Regions from separate parts of the Rattus norvegicus genome. Here region 2 is linked to region 1. A link is a contact called in public Hi-C data. All regions are on one chromosome and are shown on one strand. Each heading gives the region's core, a stretch centred on a gene start, on an enhancer-like site or on the middle of the called end of the contact. The rest is flanking DNA. Distances are from core to core; before and after follow the strand shown.

Region 1 (4,374 bases), core at 149-2,648:
CACTAACATACATATTGTAAAAGGATTTATATTTTTGTGTGTGCAAGTGTTTGTGCATGTGTGTGTGTGTGTGTGTGCGTCTGCACACTTGTGTTCACATGCACACATGCACGTATGGCAGGTAGAAGATGGCTTCAATGTCCTGTCACTCTTGGCCTCTTCTTCTGTGGCAGGCTGAAAGCCAGTGAACCCCAACATCTTTCTGTCTCTGCCTCCCTTGGAGCTCGAGTTACAGGCATTTGCATAGATGCCTGGCTTATTATGTGGGTGCTAGAACCCAAACTCTGGTCCTCATGATTTTGCAGCAAGTGCTTTTAAGTGCTGAGCCATCTCTCCAGCTCTACTGTATCACCTTTAACTGTCCCATACCGTCTTCACATGGATGAAACATAATTTAGTGTTTTTATGTTTTATCTTTATATATCCAAGTTCTTTTGTGTTTAACTGTTGTAAAAGACTCTAAAATGAACATACTTGTGACTTCTGTGTGTATGTGCCTGTGTGTCCAGGTGCATGTATGTGTGCATGTAAAGGTCAAAGAACAACCTTCGGGTATTAGGTGCCATCTGCCATAATTACTACTACTACTACTACTAGTACTAGTACTAGTACTACTACTACTACTACTACTACTACTACTACTACTACTACTACTACTACTATTACTCTTGTGTCTCATTGACCTGGAATACCTCAACACTCCTGAGTTGTCTCTAATCTCTCTCTCTCTCTCTCTCTCTCTCTCTCTCTCTCTCTCTCTCTCTCTCTCTCTCTCCTGGTTTTTGTTGACCAAACTCAAACTCAGTTCCTCAGCTTGCAAGGCAAGTGACTTCCCGACTAAGTTAGCCCAGTCAAGTTGTGTCTTTTACTTGGTTTGTATCCCTAGAACTGAAATTAGTGTCTATTTAGGGGAGTTCATATTATTAAAATGTGCCAGCTCTCCATTTCTGTGACAAATTGCCTCAGGTAAAACTTAGAGGAGGAAAGTTTTATTTTGGATCACAATTTCAAAGGTTTCATTGCAAACCTTTGGTTTGAGGCCAGGAACTTGGCCATGAATGTTGACAGAACTGAAGGCTTTAAGAAGGGCAATGTGGCCATTGTGCTGACCCAGTAGCATCCTGGCTCTGGTTCACCAAAGCTGTGAGTGTAAAGCCTGTGGCTTGTTGGCCTCCTGGGGCTCTTGTTGGCCTCCTGGAGTTCTTGCCATCCTATCCCTTAGGCCAGCGACACTTGTGGTGTTCTCTCTGGGCCATGGTGTGGTGCCAGTGGGCTGGGGCATCTGGGAAATGAATACCTCTAAAACAGGCAGTAGAGTCAGGCTGTGTCTCCTATGGCCCTACCCAAGCCAAGAAAGAAGGAGGAATGTAGGATTGGAAACCCTCTGACTTTATCACAAGAGGGCAGCAACATCTCTATGTACTTTGTTCCTGTACAAAATGTTGACCACAGAACTCTCAGCCCTGCCCCAGAACCTGGAAACAGCCAGCTAAAGTAGGAGCCTGGAGCATGAGGCCAAGGTTCCAGTGTAGATAACCTTGGCCCTTGCTCTGATTTGCTTTCCCAAATATCCTCAACCACTCTGACTCTTCATTGCGCACCGAGCTCTTCTGTTCTAGTGCATCAGCCACTCAGCTGTCTCTACAGACAAACTCTCCACCTCCCATTCTCTTTGCTGCTGCAGTCATCCCCAGGCCTGTGTCTCCACCCGTGTCTCCATAGACAAGAGCTGGTAAATATCAGCAAGGCCATAACCTGGAGGAAGCCAGGAAACAGAGACACCAGGAGAGCAGGGGGGCTGAGAACAATTTATTATAATCCATCAGGGTATATCCCCAAGGCCACGATCCTTTTAAGTAGGTTTTACTTTCTGCTTCTATAATTTCTCACTATCCCATCAAATTATAAACCCAAGTCAGTAGATTTATCCATTGAGGATGGTTCAGTCACTTTCCCCCAAACCCACCAGTTGGCAACCAATCAAGGGTTAGCACATGACCTTTGGGAGTAAATTTAGATCTAAACTGGACCAGCTTGGTAGTACATGTGTTTAATTCCAGAGCTTGGGATACACTTTTAGGGACCAAACTGTAATACAAAAATATTACAGTTTACATGATAAATGTCTCCCAAAAGCTCTTGTGTTTGATTACTTGGTCCCCAGTTAAAGGCACAGGGAAGACTGTAGAAGCTTAAGGAGAGAGAGAATCTCTGGAGGAAGTAGAAGATAGGACTTCAACTTCTGTTGTTGCTGTTATTTGTTTGTTTAAGACAGGGTCTTTCTGTATAGACCTAGCTAGCTGGAACCCACTGTGTAGACCAGGCTGGCTTTGAACACATCACCGAGATTCACCTGCCCTCCTCAGTACTGGGGTTACAGATGTGTTGTTCCATGCCTAGTTGCCTTTAGGTTTATAGCCCAGCACCCACTTTCTGCTTCCTGACGTGGGCAGGATGTGATCAGCCATAGCCTGCTCTTGCCAGCATGCCTTCCCTGGCATAAAGGCCTGAATACCTTCTCAAGCAGTGAGTCAACAGTAACCCTTCCTCCATTAAATTTCTTCTTGGCTGGCATACAGAAAAGCAACCAATACACACTGCTTTTGCTTTAGTGTGCTTTTCTTAGAGTGAGCCACTGGGAACTCCTCCCTCTTCCCTAAACACAAGGCACTCATGCCTTTCAAGGTAATCTTACTTCTTTATCTTGGAATGATTGGCTTTGACCTTTAGAATATATAGAAATATGATTATCAGATAAAACAGAGGTGCTCGGTTGTGCTATAGATTATCTCTCTGTCTCTCTGTCTCTGTCTCTCTCTCTCCCTCTGTGTGAGTGTGTGTGTGTGTGTGTGTGTGTGTGTGTGTGTGTGTGTGTGTGTGTGTGTGTGTGTATTCTGTACCAGTTCCTGCTCTGAACGCTTGGGGAGTGGGGGATCTTAAGTTACAGAGATGAAAGAATCTTCCTTTGTGATCCATAACAATTCCTTTCACTCAAAACTGAATTTATGTTGGTTATATAACTCTTGGAAAGTCCCTATGGGTGGAGCTAGCCGACAAGAAAACCAACTGTGGGGGTTGGGGATTTAGCTCAGTGGTAGAGCCCTTGCCTAGCAAGCGCAAGGCCCTGGGTTCATTCGGTCCTCAGCTCCGAAAAAAAAAAAAAAGACAAAATAACAAGAAAACCAACTGCATGATTGAAAGGTTGGAACTTTGGTCCTACCCCAGACCTCTAGGGAAAGAAGAAGAGCTAGAGAATAAATCCATCCACCAATGGTCAATGATTTGATTAGTCAGCCTCTGCCTATAACAGGTTTATATAAACTTCCAAAGAGGCTAACAGTACAGTTCAGGTGACAGAGGGCTTGCCAAGCATGCCCAAAGCCCTTCATTCACTCATCAACAGGGCATACAGTGAGCGTGGTGAAGCGGGTCTGTGATCCCAGCACTGAGGAAGTGGAGACAGGGACTGCAGTATTGCCCGAGCTTGAGCTTGAATAAAGAATCCCTGATGCAATTGCATTGGAGTTGATTCCTTGGTGGTCTTTGGGGTTCACAAATGCTTCCTGGCATAAGGAAGGAAGGAAGGAAGGAAGGAAGGAAGGAAGGATGAGTGGGTGAAATGGATGGATAGATAGTAGATAGATAGATAGATAGATAGATAGATAGATAGATAGATAGATAGATAGATAGATAAACACAGGGCTGGCCAGATTCCTTCTGGGGAATGAATGGTGATCCTGGAGTGAACAGGGAGGCTTGAGCCCCAACCCTTACACCTCACCCTGCAAATCTTTTTCCCTCTCAAATTTCACTTGCAGTTTTTATATTTTCTTTTATGGTAAATTAAAAATGTGAAGCAAACTTCCTCTGGGTTTGCATCCTTTCTAACAAATCACTTAACTTGAGAAGGGGAAGATGTTAATTCTAGACACCCAGTTGGTCTTGTAAGAATTAGTTAGTTACACAAGGAAGGAAATCCCTCATCTTTAGTCTCAGAAATGTGTGATTAGTATTGATAAATGGTAGTTTTTCCTTTCACCAGCTAAATTTAAATGAGACTGAATTAGTCAGGATTCTCTAATGTAACAGAACTGATAAAATGAATGCGTGTGAGTGCGTATGACATTAGAGTAGTTTACAGGCTGTGGTCTGGATAGTCTAATAATGGGTCTCACAATGGAAAACCATGAATACAGTAGTTGTTCAGTCCAAGAAACATCTGGTCTCAGCAGCCCCTATCTGGTGCTGGCAGCCCAGGGAATTCCTAGAGAGCTCCTGCTCTTCAGTCTCCATGGAATCCTGAACAGGGTCTGATACCAGCAAAGGGATAACTCGGCATTGAAATAGATGAACTTGCCAGCAAGAGAGACGGCA
Region 2 (4,454 bases), core at 1,496-3,995, 62 kb after region 1:
ATAAAACCCATGTGCTGGGTGTGTGGTAGTACACACCTTTGATCCCAGCATTTGGGATGGAGAGGCAGGCAGATTTGTGTGATTTCAAGGCCATCTAGGGTTACCAAGTGAGATGCTGTGTCAAAACAAACAAACTGGATCTCTCTCTCTCTCTCTCTCTCTCTCTCTCTCTCTCTCTCTCTCTCTCTCTCTGATAGAGTCTCACTATATAGCTTTAGTTTTCTTGTAACTCACTATGTAGACCAGGCTGGCCTTGAAATTAAAGTACGGGGATTAAAGCATGCCTAGCCTTGAGACTGATTCACCATGCTTTATTTTGAACTATATCAGACATATAGCATAAAAATTATACTTACTATGACTACTAAAGATGTTAATGAGAGACAAAAACTTTGGCTGGAATAATATAATGTATGGGTATAGCCAAATCCCTATTATGCAGTACAGTAATTTCAAATATATGCTATATTATGGCTATAATTTTTTCTACTCTGAAGGATAAGCTCCCCCCTCTTCATTTTTAAGACCCTCAATAGGGCACATATTCTTGGAAATTGATGGAACTAGTCCATGGTCTACCTTCCTGCTTCCAAGGTCCATTTACGATATTGTTCTTGAAAAGAGGGTGGACCAAATTTTAAACAGGTAAGAACAGACAGTAGGAGTCTTAGGGTTTTACGGCTGTGGACAGACACCATGATTAAGGCGACTCTTATAAGGACAACATTTAATTGGGGCTGGCTTACAGGTTCAGAGATTCAGTCCATTATCATCAAGGAGGGAGCATGACAGCATCCAGGCAGGCATGGTACATGAGCTGAGTTCTACATCTTCATCTGAAGGCTGCTAGGAGAATACTGACTTCCAGGCAGCTAGGAAGAGGGTCTTAAAGCCCATGCCCACAGTGACACACCCACTCCAAGGCCACACCTCCAAATAGTGTCACTTCCTGGGCCAAACATATTCAAACCACTAAAGTGTTTAATCATTTGTTCTTAACTGAATGGCCAAGCAAATTGTATTTGTTTGTGTGCAGGAGTATATGGATGGAGGTGAGAGAGTATTAGGTCTCTAATTAGGGAGCTCTGTCACTTACCCTCTTACACCTGTGACAAGGGTCTCTTACTAAACCTGAAGTGTCTGGCAACCAGCAAGACAGATCTTCCCAGTTCTGTCTCTCACAGTGCTGGGATTACAAATGTACACATGATCAAGCCGAACTTTTTACTGGGGTGATAGGGATCTGAAACCAGGACCTCCCGCTTTCACAGCAAGGACTTTTGCCCACAGAGTCATTTCTCCTGTTCCAGCAGTGGGTTTCTCAATGACTGGAAGTGTTCGATGCCAGGTGTGTGTGTGTGTGTGTGTGTGTGTGTGTGTGTGTGTGTGTGTGTGTGTGTATGTGTGTGTGTGTGTGTGTGTCTTTCTTTTAAATCTGACCAGATCACAAAATGTTCATGTTACTTTTTGTCATTAGACTATGTAGACAAAGAGTTAAAAGAGAAAGGATGGACCACACTGTGATTACATGAGCAAAACCCAAAATTATTTCTTTGCCTCCTTTGATAAAAATGCTAACAATGCAATTCTGGCCACAGAAGCCTTAAGTCTTGTGTTTTCTAAATATAAATCAGGATGCTGGCGAACTTCTATTTTATGCGAGCTTCAATAAACTTAAAACCCCATACTTTAGTCAGGCTAGCATCTGTGGGGGGTCTTAATTTGTCACAGGTTGATTTGATTCCTTTCTGTTTGACCTGATGTAAACATACACCCGAGGCACTCACAACATTTTATGCTATTTTTTTTTATGGGTTAAAATACAGTGAGGGCCAGAGAGATGAGTAACTTGGCCTAGACAACTACTAACTGCAAGAATGAAGCTCTAGTTTAAGGACAAAAACGATCTAGGAATCCAACGGGTGCCAAGCTACACTGACTGTTTTTAGAAAGAGCTACTGGAAAATGCTTGCCTAAACTTTGGAGGAAAATGTGCAGTCAGCTTTCGCTTCAGGGCGGGGCTGGGGTGAAGTCTGGCAGCCTTTCCACGGCTGGGCTCTCCCTGTCCTACATACCCCCACCCTCCTCCCTTCGCTTTCTTCCCTTCTCTTCCCCTTCGCGCCACCAACGTGACTCCAAGCCAGAAGCCAGTTAGCAGCTGGAGTCCACACTACCGCAACATCAACCGGTTGACTAGCCCTGCGCCGGCCAGAAGTGGCGCCCAGCGTGACGTAACCCGCGCGCCTTCAATCTTGAGGCCAGAGGGCGGGGCCACAGGAGCTTGCTGGGCAGGGGCGGGGCCTGCCAGGCTCTCCGGGGGCCGGGCTCTGGGCTGACTACTCGGGTTTAGGGTAGGGATTGTCAACTGGGGGAGGAGCCCGGATGGACGAACTGACAACTGAGTGGTTGACTCAGTGATGGGGAGGATGTCACCTAGTTGGTGGACAAGCTGGGGGCCTAGAGTCTCCAGGATGGGGTCCAGGGTGCCTGGAGAGGTTCCTGTCTACCAGGCTGTGCGGCCAGGTTCGCTATCCAGGGAAAGAGCTTGCCTGGGATCTCGCAGCATTGCTTAGCTAATTGGTCGGGGGCGGGTCCAGGTTGTCGCTGGTCGGGAGGTGGAGCCTGTTTGACTGACGGACAGGGGGCGGGGCCTGCCTGTTGGCCAGCCGTGGGATGGGCTTGTTTGGCCAGCAATGGGCGTGGCCTGGCTGGCTGACCGACCGGGGGCGGGGCCTGGGCCGCGGCCGCAATCCGGGCCTCCAGGACTTTCGCTGCCAGCGCCGTCGGTCGGGTGGCCTGGGTCACTCCCCTCAGTGGGGCCGAGTGCTGGCCTGCCTGACAGCCGCGGCCCTAAGCCGAGGGGTAGCGCGGTGACTGAGATTGGGTCTGCTGTGCGGCAGGATGCTGGGGTCTGTGCGTGCGGTGTGAGGCGGCGGCGCTGGGCGGCGGGCCGGGCCGGGGCCGCTCATGGTGCCGCCACGACTCCATCGAGGGGCAGGAAGGCCAGGTAGGCGGTGGGCCGGCGACCGCGGCCATGGAGGACGGGTCAGAGTCCTCTCACCCCTCACAAGGCAAGAGGCTCGGTTTTCCTCACGTCTTTTCCTCACCAAGAGGCGATTTCCCTGTCCCAGCTGTTTTCTGTTGTCCTCTCATACTGCAGCCAGGGTGTAGTGACTGGGCGTGTGGGGAGCGAGGATGATCTTGGTCCTCACATGAGGGGAGTGGAACCTCGCACATCACTTCCTGTCAGCGAGCCGAATCCCCTGGAGATGGGGGGTAAGGACACTTTTGATGCACGCGCGCGTGTCTAGACTGCCAGGGCGGATGTCCTGAAGAGAGGATCTAGAGAGTTCTGTTTGTGAGACTTCGAGGATATGTTTATGGCTCTCTTTAGTGTGCCATATATGGAATGTTTTTTTTTTTTTTTTAACCCTCCTGGTACCCAGGACTTCTTTTAAGTATAATTTTTTCTTTTGGGAGAGCTGGGGTTGTCAGGTTGGGACAGGTGTTATGTATCTGAGACTGGTCTCAAAATCATATCTTCTGCCTTAAAGAAGCACCGGCACCCCTGTTTTATGCACTGGTTCCATTGACCTCAGGGCTATCTCCATTCGCTCTACCAACTGAACTACACCTCCAGCCTGGGTTTCTTTTTTTTTTTTTTTTTTTTTTTTTTTGTTATTTTATGATCTGGTCTCATGTGACCCATGTTGGCCTTGACCTCACCCTGTATTCTGACTTTGATCTTCTGATTCTGCCGTTCCCCTACTTCCCAAGTGCTAGAATTTATAGATGTGTGCCTCTGTGCCCAGTTTGGGAAGTGGTTGGGATGGAACCCAAGAACTCATGCGTGCTAACTAGGCAAGCAAGCATTACACTACTGAGTTCCATGCCCAGAGTGTGGCTTCTGTTGAACACATTTTGATAGTCTTTGAAGGTGAAGAGTGGAAAAGATGCTGCTTTATACTTGAACTTTTCCTAAGCGTTATTTCCGTGGTGCTGTTTTAGGTGGGCTGAGCTCTTCACCTCCATTTAGACAGGTATCTGCTCGCTTTGCCCGCATTGCATTTGAGGATCTCAGAGAAGCCCTCGCCACAAGGTAAATCGTACACTTCATCCAAATGTCTCCTGTTTCCTTGCCCTGGCTTTCTAATTTTTATGTGGGTTCTTCTCAAAGAGACTCTAATGAGATCTGTGTTTTCTAAATTAACAGACTGCAAATGGTTTATGTGTTTATCATGAACCGTGTGAATTCCCAGAGCAGTGGCTTCAGTCAGCGCAGGCGAATGGCCCTGGGGATAGTGATTCTCCTGCTGGTTGATGTGATATGGGTGGCGTCCTCAGAACTCACCTCAGTATGTATTTCTCCACCAATGGTATTGCACTGTGGTAGAATTAACGCTCACCTGTAGTAACGTTGCTAATGACGTAGGATGACAAGTAGTGTCAAGCTG

Evidence for each region. Hi-C and Micro-C count contacts between places; a contact is called where the count stands out from the background.
Region 2: a Hi-C map of the A7r5 cell line shows a contact between it and region 1, with 2.0 times the contacts expected there. The contact joins the promoter of Slc35f5 here to the enhancer-like site in region 1. A contact is called at or near these places in 5 of 12 Hi-C or Micro-C datasets (the A7r5 cell line, the Rat2 cell line, kidney and 2 more).

The regions. Positions count from the first base shown.
Region 1 is chr13:39,481,738-39,486,111 of GRCr8, forward strand. No RefSeq gene overlaps it. Among named protein-coding and RNA genes, the nearest start is that of Slc35f5, 61 kb to the right of the region's middle. Within about 2 kb of position 1,399, at least 3 of the 93 cell types and tissues checked have an H3K27ac peak or open chromatin away from gene starts, as enhancers often do. A contact at or near this core is called in the A7r5 cell line, where this site is marked.
Region 2 is chr13:39,542,451-39,546,904 of GRCr8, forward strand. Slc35f5 (solute carrier family 35, member F5) reads left to right here and starts at 2,746. Exons shown (of 16, transcript NM_001105950.1): 1 at 2,746-3,007; 2 at 4,009-4,099; 3 at 4,214-4,355. The coding sequence starts at 2,968.